Regions from separate parts of the Mus musculus genome. Here regions 2 and 3 are each linked to region 1. The links are chromatin contacts, called in public Hi-C and promoter capture Hi-C maps. All regions are on one chromosome and are shown on one strand. The core of a region is the stretch at or near the end of the contact, and the rest is flanking DNA. Distances in the headings are between cores, read along the strand shown.

What was found. Promoter capture Hi-C pulls out the DNA fragments that hold promoters and counts their contacts. Hi-C and Micro-C count contacts between places; a contact is called where the count stands out from the background.
Region 2: a contact with region 1 is called in a Hi-C map of adipose-derived mesenchymal stem cells, with 2.1 times the contacts expected there. The contact joins the enhancer-like site here to the promoter of Col8a1 in region 1. A contact is called at or near these places in 13 of 39 promoter capture datasets (the 3T3-L1 cell line, 3T3-L1-derived adipocytes, the HPC-7 cell line and 8 more), 6 of 484 Hi-C or Micro-C datasets (adipose-derived mesenchymal stem cells, embryonic fibroblasts, uterus and 1 more), 1 of 115 datasets of contacts at active chromatin or transcription factors (embryonic fibroblasts) and 3 of 9 other capture datasets (adipose tissue, embryonic stem cells and pancreatic islet).
Region 3: a promoter capture Hi-C map of the HPC-7 cell line shows a contact between it and region 1. The contact joins the enhancer-like site here to the promoter of Col8a1 in region 1. A contact is called at or near these places in 10 of 39 promoter capture datasets (the 3T3-L1 cell line, 3T3-L1-derived adipocytes, the HPC-7 cell line and 6 more).

Annotation. Positions count from the first base shown.
Region 1 is chr16:57,752,739-57,756,417 of GRCm38.p6, reverse strand. Col8a1 (collagen, type VIII, alpha 1) reads left to right here and starts at 1,681. Exons shown (of 4, transcript NM_007739.2): 1 at 1,681-1,778.
Region 2 is chr16:58,150,384-58,153,895 of GRCm38.p6, reverse strand. No RefSeq gene overlaps it. Among named protein-coding and RNA genes, the nearest start is that of Gm41463, 3.5 kb to the right of the region's middle. Within about 2 kb of position 1,730, at least 3 of the 459 cell types and tissues checked have an H3K27ac peak or open chromatin away from gene starts, as enhancers often do. A contact at or near this core is called in adipose-derived mesenchymal stem cells, where this site is marked.
Region 3 is chr16:58,191,869-58,195,640 of GRCm38.p6, reverse strand. No RefSeq gene overlaps it. Among named protein-coding and RNA genes, the nearest start is that of Gm41463, 45 kb to the right of the region's middle. Within about 2 kb of position 1,285, at least 5 of the 459 cell types and tissues checked have an H3K27ac peak or open chromatin away from gene starts, as enhancers often do. A contact at or near this core is called in the HPC-7 cell line, where this site is marked.

The DNA of each region.
Region 1 (3,679 bases), core at 432-2,931:
ATTCGAGCTAAGCTTGGAATTCTTACAAAGGAACCATCAGTTGAGGCTCTGGGCTCTCCAGGCAGACAGATGGGAGTGAGTCTGTAAAAAACTAAGTCCAGTGTAAACTTAGCACATGTGGTGGCAGGTATTATTATTATCCCAGTGGCACGCACTACTATTTTCTTAATAGATTCTTTGAAAATTCTTTTTTATACTGTGGACCTTTACTAGGCCAGTGGCTCTTTCTTAGTGGAGAGGTTTTTTGCCCTTCAGTATCCTATGGCTAAGTCCAAGGCCATTTTTTTTCCACACCTAGCAGAAGGAGACTGCTGGGCTAGTGGTCCTCTGGCATCCTGTGGAGGAGAGGCTGAGGGATACTACTGAACAGTTTTCAAGCCCCTGCGCGGGTCCTCAGAACAATGCACACTCTCCAGGCACACTAAGGAGTGCAGGAGTTTTTAAACTGCCTAGCTTAGCCTGTTGCCAGCTTGAGCTAGCTAGAAAACAAGACAGAAAACAGCACAGCATGGCTTAAGATCGTGTGTGTGTGTGTGTGTGTGTGTGTGTGTGTGTGTGTGTGTGTGTGTACTCGGTGAGCAAGGTCATTCCCTCTTCTCCAAGGCATCTATCCGACTCCCATTTCCCATCTCTGAGTCTCAAGTCCTCCTTTCAAATGCTTTGATTTCTTTGGTGGCAAAACTGTAGCTTGGGCTGGGAAGTGAGTCACCGCTCAGCAGCGAAAGGACCTTATTTTTCTTTCTCTGAATACATTTTTTAATAACTTCAGCATGACCCTTCGCACTTGTTGGTTAAATCCTCTCTATGCCTACGACAAGTGGAGAGAGCTATGACACCGAACATTTTTCAGTTGCTAGCTAGGAGAGATTTTTTTTTTAATACCGAAAATAACCAGAGGACAGCGAGCCCTAGCATCCTGTGTTACATAAGCAGATGTTGATGCTGAAGGGACGAGCTGGTGCGGAGCTGTCTCCGCAGATGGACCTCACAGCTGCTCCAGCCTCTGGAGCTGCCTGGATGTTGCACGCTTAGAACTGTCTGTGGAAGGAGGCTGGCAGGAGTGAGGTGGGGTGGGCCAGGCTGCAGCAGTCAGCTCCCAGAGGCAGGGCGCCTGGGGCTCCCTGGGACGATCCCCTCCCACCACTGTCTGGGCTCACCGGGCTTGTCCTCCACCCTTTTCCAGAAGCCCATCTTCCTCGCCTCTACCTCGCTTCCAAACCCGTCAGTTCTCTTGGGCGGTTACTTGGCTTTTCGATCACAGAGAAAACACCTTTGTTATTGACAGTCGCCCAGGTTCCTCTCGCTGCCAAAAATGTCACACAAAACCGAAAAATAATCCAGTACCCATTTCATCTTCCAGAATCAAATCCCTATCTCTCTCTCTTCCCCTACCTTTACTTTAGCTTCCCGTCCCCAAGCCCCATTCATTTCTTCCCCAACCTTTCCCTTCTGTGGTCTCTGCCTTTCTCTACTCTCCCTCATTCGTCTCCACTCCTGTCTATTTACTCCGCCGCCCTCCAAAGTCCCTGGCTCTCCCCACTCCTAAAAACTCGGGCTCTACCCTTTCTGCCCCTCCCCAGACAAGTGTCCAGCTCCACGGGGGCAGCCCGCCCGCCGCCCCCGCTCAATCCCTGCCCACCTACTGTGAGGAACAGCTCCGCCCACCTGTCCATAAAAGCCAAGTGCAAGTTACCCGCAGAGCACAGAGGATCAGAGCCCTTCCACGGTCCTCTCCGTGGGAGCCCGAGTCCCTGTCTCCCAGATCTGACGTGCTCAAGGTAAGATAACCCTTGTCAGGGCTGCTGACTTGCAGGGGGTTGCTGCCTGGAGTGAGTCCCTGCTGGTCAACGCCTTTTACTTAGAGTTGATTCATAAGGATGCTGTAATGAACAGTGAGCTTCTTAACTAGCAACTGGTTTGAAAACAAACTTCTGTTTGAACAGTAAAATAAAAATTCCTTTTTGGCAGAAACAACAGCATTTCTATTACAAAAATCTTTTCTCTTTTTAAGTCACACTGCCCCCCCTCCCCGCGTGCCCCGTCTGTCTGACTGCTTCTGAGGTTAAATGTATCTGTTTGCGGTATTATGCTTGTGTTTTTAATTGTAAATAGTTCACATATCAGTAAGGGCAGGGGAATCTGTCCCATTGTCAAAAAAAAATGCACTTTAAAGGAGCACAATTACTTCTCTAAAAATAGCACAGTCAAAAGGTCGGCTGCTGATTTTGTGATGTTTTCCAAACCCCCAAGACAACTTCTGTGAGTCCTTTAAGAAGTATCTTTCCAGGTTTAACTGCTCGGAAAAAATGATGTGAACGAGTGCCCTTTGCCCGGGGACAGTAATCAGGTGACTGGAAGATAGGAAAGTACAAATCCCAGTTTACAAGCTGGGGCAGGATGAGCCACTGCTGGGCTACCTTTCCAGTACAGCCTAAAAGGAGTCTTGTGTGGAGACTGAGAGTGTATGAGAACTCTGTGATGCCTATACACACCTCAAACACGAAGTGTTTCAATATGTTTCTCAGAAAGCACGCCGGTCAGATTGCACAATTCTTCTGTGTACAACTGACTGATGTATAGCGAGATCAGCCAGAAAGACTTCAGATGGAAGGTTTTCATCCTCACCGTCCCCTCTGCCCTCCTCAAGCGAGTGCCTGGTTATTGACTGACTCCCCCAGAGCTCTGCAGTGGGGAAGAGACCTTGGATGTGTGTAGGGGTGGTTTGGGGAAGTGGTTGTGGTAGGTGGGTTGGGGGTTGATCTGTTCTTCTTCTCCAGAGTGCTGTGCACCTGTGTGAGGAGAAGCAAACCTGACAGCTACTTTGGAAAAATAAATAAAAATCAGACTCTTGTGCCATCAAGTTTGCTACCATATTCTGTGGGTTTTGTGGGATGAAAGGCTCTCATGTGGGAGAAAAGCCCTCTTCAAATGTTCCATCTGGGCAACTGCAGAAGCTGCTCTTGGAGGAGACAAGCCCAGGCTGCCAGTCAAGAAACCAAAGCAGCGCTTTAGTCCTTAAGGTTCTTAAGGGGAGAGAGCCATTCACATCTTCATGCCTGTTGGTTGTGTGCTGTTTCAAATGGGAAATTTCACTGTAGGTCTAAAACTGAAATAAATCACACACTTAGACAAGTGGCTTGGGCTTTTCCAAATTCTCTTTATCTTTTATATATCAAAAGAAATGTAAAAATATTAAACACTGTTTAGCATGAAAGGGCTAGCATAAAATTATTCAAGTTACTTATGAACCATTTCCCCCACGTTGCAGTTTTTCCCCCCAGTGGAAAAATACTGCAGAGAATGTGGTTTCCTTTCAGAAAATGATATAAAATTACTATTGGCCAATATAATATGTGACCTGTGCATCTTCAAATCCCCTTATCTCCATCCACAGTGCAGTCTGCTGGCTCTCTAGCTAACAAGAGTAATGAGCCATGGAAGGTGCAGGTATGAAACAAGGCCAACCCAAATGTTGGGTTCATTCAAGTTAATTCCTCCTTTAAGGTAATACTTGAGTCCTGCTCAGCCCCATCAGTGAGAAAAGATTATAATTTCCTCCAAAAACCTCCTCTGTCAAAGTTATCAGCCCTAAGGGCCAAAAGCTTACATTATAGAACTCTGTTCAAGCTAAATTTGAGACTTATAATTGTTCTCTGAAGGTTTGCTTCTGCTCTCCCTG
Region 2 (3,512 bases), core at 481-2,980, 400 kb before region 1:
GAATTTTGTGCAATATGTTTTAGTCATAGTTACCATCCCCCAACTCTTTCCGGTTAGCCCTTGTTTCCCTACTAAACACATCTAGTCCAATGTGTGTCACCCAAAACTCTTGCCCCATTGAGTGGATGACTTGTCAGCTGCCACACCCTTTAAAAAATGATTACGATCAATTACCAATAGCTAGAGGTGGGATTTTGTTCATAGATATCCCCTCCTCCATGTTGGAATTTTGTCTGGCTTGAGCTTGGGCAGATATTGTGCCTGTCCTTTTGGTTTGGAGAATATTGTTTCTCTGTAGTTATCCACTACAGTAATGGGTGTTCTTATGACATTTTTCTAATACCTTTTTTGTTTTATCCTTCTTTGCCCAATCCTTTTCCTCATTGCTTTGCTACTCCCCCCGACCCCGCCCAGCCAGCCCCTGTCTTTATAGCCTTCTGTCCTCAGTATTCTCTTCCCACGTTCATGTCATATGCATTCTAGGATCATCACAACATTCATTCTTCAGACGTCATTTCACTCTACCACGGTCCCCTTCCTAGTTTCATGACCTATTTCCATGTTCTTTCTCACTTGATTGCATGTACATAAAAATCCAAGGATAAGATCTGCATGTGAGAGGGAACATGTGGTGTTTGTCTTACTGAGCCGGAGTTACCTCACTTAATATAATATTTTCCAGTTCCATTAATTTTCCTGAAGATTTCTTAATGCCATGAAAAAAAAAGCACATGATGTTTTAAATGGAGCATTCACTTCAGTTCTGTGTCAAGTCAGATTGTCTTTGTCATTTTTGTTAGAAGAGATGGGACAGAATAGAATTTGTGGGTTTTTTTTAACACTTATTTTATAAAGCTATTTACTCAATCCGTTCCCTGAATCTTAGAAAAAGCCACTTAATATATTTATATTTTGTTGTGTGTAATTCAGAATTTTACAAAACTGGATTATATTCCAATGTTCAAAGATAAGTGGTCATAAGAAAATGTAGTATAAATATCAATAATGATATTTTATCCATAGTATATTATATACAGAGAACTATTTTGATGGGCTGGATGATTTAAAGGCAAATCTAACCTACAGCACTGGCAAGCCCTCTCTGTCAGGGTAAGCTTTCCATTGTGATAGTAAAATTTTTCACAGATGCAAAATATCTAAAAACGACTTGAAGATAGGGTAAATAAAAAACCACCAAGGGAAGTAAAATTTCCCTTAAAGGTGACCCTCATTTCTCAAGGTTCTGTAAGGACAGAACTGTGAGAAGAATCCCTGAGACTTAGCATTAGACATTGCCCCAGTGGCATCCTAATGAACTCCACAAATATGGAAGAGATTCATCTTTTGCAGAAAGGAAATTAATTTTGTATTTATTGCTCATGTGGTATTATTCCAAGCAAAATTATGCCCCTACTAATATGGTTTAAGCCAAATATTCTGTGCATCCCCAAATTTGGAAGCAGCTGTTGACCAATCATTAAATCAAGTCCCTCTGATTATTTAAAGAGTGCACAATATGACTTTTGGGTCTTCGTTTCTTAAGTTGTGTAGTTCCCCCCTCCCAGCTTGCCTTTGCTTTCAGTTCTTTAATCATCTTCTGGATCATCTCTAAAGTGTTCCAGTCTTTCATGAGTAAGTCTACTTGAAAAAGCCCTCCAGCTGCTAAGAAACACATCAGGCTCTGTGTTTATGTGTCATAGTTTTTTCAGGGTCATGATATATATTTCTTTGTAGCTTCTAGGCAGCAGGACAAAGCAAGGATGATGCTATCACAGGAGTATTTGTGCTTTATTCTTACTTTTAAATGTTTGTGTGATAGCGTGGTTTACCAGTGAGTCAGATTCCTTAGCTAAGAGTAAAAACTAGACACAGGGATGGGAGCTTCATTCCATTCAAGTCTAGAGATTCTGCACTGCCAGGTTTCACTCAGCTTTAACAATCTTAACTGCTAGATAGCATTTGTCTGACCACTTCCAAAAATATATCTGTTTTTTTTCTCTGAGATTTCTTATCTTGAATATAATGTAGGCTTCTTATTTGTTAGCCTAATTAGATATAATATACATCTATTGAGAGCTTACAAACACAAGAAAGTGTAAATGAAGGAAATCTGAATGCTACTAGAGGTTGGAATCTAGCAGGAGAGGTAAATGTGAGTGAAAATGATTCTAATGCACATTGGTAATAAATTATTGCAGATAAAAGTTAAGGGGATCTTACAGGAAATGAGCAAAATGGAGGAAATATCTTTAACTATTAAGACAGAAGATATTCCCTCTTTGCATAAGCAACAGACTGGCCTAAATTCTGAAAAGGGACAATAAACTAAAACTTAATATTCAGTTTATTTGACACAGAATTTCAATATAGTGAAAAAATCTGTGAAATCAGGAAATATATGTATAACATGTATCATATATATATATATGTATATGTATATATATAATCTCTATGTGTTATATATCGATAGATAGATAGATAGATAGATAGATAGATAGCCAGCCAAACAGACAGACAGACAGATAGAAATAGAGATATTACATATGTAGTAGTTAGTGACTGGAAATGTGGCTAGTAAATTTATACATTTTATAGATCCTGGGAAATCTCTGTCATTTTTAGAGTGAGAATGTGATGAACAGGGTTGAATTTTAATAAGATTGATATGATATTCATGAATAAAATTTACTCATATAAAATTGTTTGGAAAACAAATAATTTAGGAATAATTTAACAAAAGTTTAAGAAACGAGGAAGGACAGACTGTTTTAGAAGAAATTATACAATTTCGTTGGTGTGGAGGGTAGCATTCAGGGACAACTCCAAAGCTGAGTGTAGGTTGCAAACAGATACACACTTAAAGAAACAGAAGACCAAGGGGCAAGAGGCTCCTTTGGATCATATGAGTCAAAGCCAGATTTTACATAGATGGTGAGTCAGAATCATAAAGGACTCTGTAAATATTTTTCTAAACTTTGACAACTCTGAGAAAGATAAAGCTAGGTCATTAACTTGAGACATGGAGTGTGAAAATGATTTTGAACTATGGTAGATTTTGTTTGTGGGAAACACAATGTCCACAGAGTACAAGGGGACAACCACACAATACAGAGGACAACCAAGGACTTCAAAATAGCTGTCCCAGCCACATTAAAGACTTTCAGGAAAAGAGACAAAAAGAAGTGAACAACAGAAAATATCAACCAAGACATGAAACTAACTAATCACCAACTCACATTAGAATTGAAAATTTTAAGAAAGGATATATTACTTATAAGGATATTAATACTTGGCATTACATAAAGATGGTCAATAACATAAAAGACTCTGCAAACTTGAGGATGGATTAACAGAGATTATCAAAAATGATTCACCCCAGATAAAGAGAGAAAGTATTGGTAAACACTGAAGAGAAAGGTGTACAGTAACACTGAAGGAGGAAAAACCACTTAAAGCTTAGGATGGATTCAAAGCTTTCAAGTCCGAGAAGCGCAGCAAATCTCAAGAAAGAA
Region 3 (3,772 bases), core at 36-2,535, 440 kb before region 1:
ATGTAAGTACACTGTAGCTGTCTTCAGACACACCAGAAGAGGGCGTCAGATTTCATTACAGATGGTTGTGAGCCACCATGTGGTTGCTGGGATTTGAACTCTGGACCTTCAGAAGAACAGTTGGGTGCTCTTACCCACTGAGCCATCTCACCAGCCCGGATCTTTATTTTTTTAACAGGGAGCACATGTACAGATCATTTCTTACCCAGGAGAAAGGGAATAGCCCATGGTCATAGGAAGAACAGGAAGCACTGGAAGGCCAGGGCCTAACTTTTCTTTGTTTACATCCAGAAATAGACAAAAGCTTCCCAAGCTCACTTCCATTAACTGTGAAGTAGGATAATTTTATAGACCCTGCCTATCTTGTAGTGTTTTGGTGGCCTTTTGCCAAATAACTTTATAAACAGAAGGTTTTGGCCTTGCCCCCTCCATAAATCATGAAACTTTATAGCTGACGAGGCAATCCCCTTGATTACAAATTTCTCTTTTACCAGGCTATTGCAAAGATCTCAAAGATCATCTATATACGGTGACAATGCTCCTCTAGCAGGACAGGCCATTATCATGTCCAGGCAGTTCTAAATAAAGGCCTAAGTTGAGACATAAGGCAAGTTCAAGGAAGTACTATTAATGTCGTTCTGTATTGTAGTGATTGGTGTACTCAATTTATTTCCCAAAGAGATGATAAATTCCTGAATGTTAGAAACCATGTCTTGTATAATATTCTCATATTCCCACTATTGGCAGCAGTTATGAGCTCAATAAAGATTAGTTATATGAATCAGTGCAAGTAGGGAGGTAGGCTGCGGAGCTGTATCACTACATATATAAACACTACATAAATCTTCCAGGCCATATATACAGTTCCCTTGCTTCTCCATGTCTCTGCTTTTGGAATGTCCATATTATGAAACTAGATTAGTTTTCTTGGGCCATGTTCCTTATTCCCTGGTGTCATGCTTACCCTCCCATAAATATTTCCAAAGACATTCCAGAAAGATATGCACACCTCAATTTTCCTAAGAAAAGTATACTTGCTGTAAATGTTTTGGCAAAGTTAGCTCCATTTCTTGAAGTCTGTGGAAGACATGGTATAACGATATAGCTTCATTTATTCCTTGATCTTAGGCATGCTGCAATGGCTTCTGCTAGGTTTTTTTAGTAAAGGCAGAGAGTAAAATTGCCCAGAACACTAGAAAACTCATCACAGACATGTACTCCCAGGTTATTTCCTGACCTCATTTCTGAGAGCGGTTAAGCTGTGACAAGGTTGTTACAGATACAGGAAACAGCTGCAGAACACACTGTCCGAAAATCAGCCTCTTGTTGTCTTAAGCCAAACTTGTTATCTCTTCTGAATGTAAGCATTTTGATCAATGTCATTGTCAAGTACATTCCAAACACAGTGTTAATTTCAAAACATGACTAGACAAGAATATTGAGCTTGCCCAAGTGCTGAGAACACCTGGCCTTGTTTCACAACTTGATATAAAATACAAATAGGACTATTTGATCATAACTCAATATAGTCTTATCCCTTTAAGTGTGTGGTGACCAGGAGACAAAACATCAAATAAGCTTACATAGCTAGACTTTTCCATTTCACGTGAGTTTTGTTTTGGGGTTGTGATGATTTGTTCTTGGAATTATGACATATCAGACCAAATTCGTATCTCAGAAGTTAGGAGGAGGTGAGGAGTCGGCTACTAGCTACTATGTTTGTCGGTAATAAACTCATATGTTGGACAAACCATTTTATCCGTTAAGATTAATATTCTTATCAGTGAAGATAGTTGAACTGAATTTCGGATACTTTTCCAGCTATCACATTCTTTAGTTCTAATCACTTATAATACAAAATAACACAAGGCAAACTTGCCTGCTTCATCTAGTAAGTTCAAGAGGGGCTGAGAAGTACTGAATGCCAGAAGCAGTTACTCGATTCCTTACATAAAGAAAGGACAATTTTTTTCCCCATGAATTAAAGTGAAGTTCCAGGCTCAAAATTACAAGGTAAATAACAATTCCCTTTAGGTATTTATCTATTATCCCAGAGTTGGACACAAATGTTCAGAGCTAAAATTAAAAGGACACTTGGGATGTCTGTGTTTATAAGGCTGGTTAATGGATGTTTTTGTACCCAGACTACTTTTTATTTATTTATAATTTTTTTGTGTTTTATTATTTGTCAAAATTTATTTTTATATATGCATATATGCCTGCTTGTCTGTGTATCCACCAGTTATGTGCTTGTCTCTATAGAGGTCAGAAAGGGTGTAGGGACAGTAGAATAACAGTGTTAAGTAGTACTAAGCATCCTGGCTGGTATGGGTGCTGGAAACTGAACCTGAGTCCTTTGCAGGAACAGTATGTCCTTCTCATTGTTGATCCACCTCTCTAGTCTAGTATTTTAAAACATAACAAACATCCATTTTACTTTAAACTTGGCAGTGGTTATCTGTAAATGAGAGTAGAAAATTAAACCACACCAGAATAACTAAGGCTAAGCAGGAAGAAGTAGAGCCTTCTTTCCCTGGTGGGGAGTTTCTTGGGAAAATCCTTTCCTTGAATGAAGGGATCCAAGCCCAGCAATCCTAGATTAGCATCACAGAGATTCTGACATATCTGTGTGACAAACCCAAAGGCAGAGGTTGTGTAGAACTCTCAGTTTCAAACTGCCATGCCTCCGGAAATGAGAGGTAGAAGGTCTGGGCAAGGGAGCAGGAGTGAAGCAAGGTTCATGCTGAACTTTGTCATGTGACAATGCCTCCAAAGTCCTTGTAGTCAGGACAACCTAGAATCAAGAGGCTGTGGGGCACAAGATTATAGAATGGCACATATGGGGCTTGAAAATTTCAAGTTTGGATGAATCTCCTGGGGCTGAAACTGTGTAGTTAAAAGACTATAAAAGTTCTGTGAACAACTTGCTTCTGAGTCCTCTAGAGAGGCACACAGCAGACATCATCTCACAGAGAAGGCCCCTCATCTACCCACAGCTCTCCACTTCTCTCTTTTTCCTAAGTGGAAGGGATTCAGAAAAGGCATGAGGAAGAAAGGATGGCATCCTCCATGACCTTCTCCATCCATATGCTTCAGGATGATGCTAATGGCCTAGGGAGACTTGGACAATAGAGGATGTGGGGCTAATGGTCAGAGAAATGAATACGTTTTATCTATTTATGAATTTGACTCCTTGGTAGCTTAGTGTAGCTTAAAACCCATGGGAAATGAGGACAGTTTCAGAAAGAGGTAGTGAGGGGAGGGCCCTGGTGGCTGTTAAAATTAAAATTCGGGGTTGGAGAGATGCTTTAGTAGCTGGCAGGGCTTACATGTCTTGCAGAGGACCCAGGTTCACTTCCCAGCACTGACACAATCAGGTGGCTTCCAGCTGCCTGGAACTTTAGTTCCTGGGGATCTGACACTCCCTGGCTTTCTGAGGTGCCTTAATGAAAATGGTACACATAAAACTCAAACACAGAGAGGATAGGGATCCGCCCAGCGCGGGAGCGCTTTGCATGAGCATCGCAGCAAACATCTTGGTTCCGGGACCCCGCCGAGTGTATTCTGCACAGGTGAGAGTATGGAATACAGAAGCTAAAAGATTCTGGGACAGGCGGGAGCCACAGAGCTTCTAAGGCAGCCCCCTTTTCGGGTCCCAGAAAGCTGGCCACTTTCCTGGCCAAAGGATAGGGATCTGCCCGGCCCAGGAGCGCTTTGCCTGAGCATCAACTGCAGACATCTTGGTTCCAGGACTCCTCTGAGAGTATTCTGC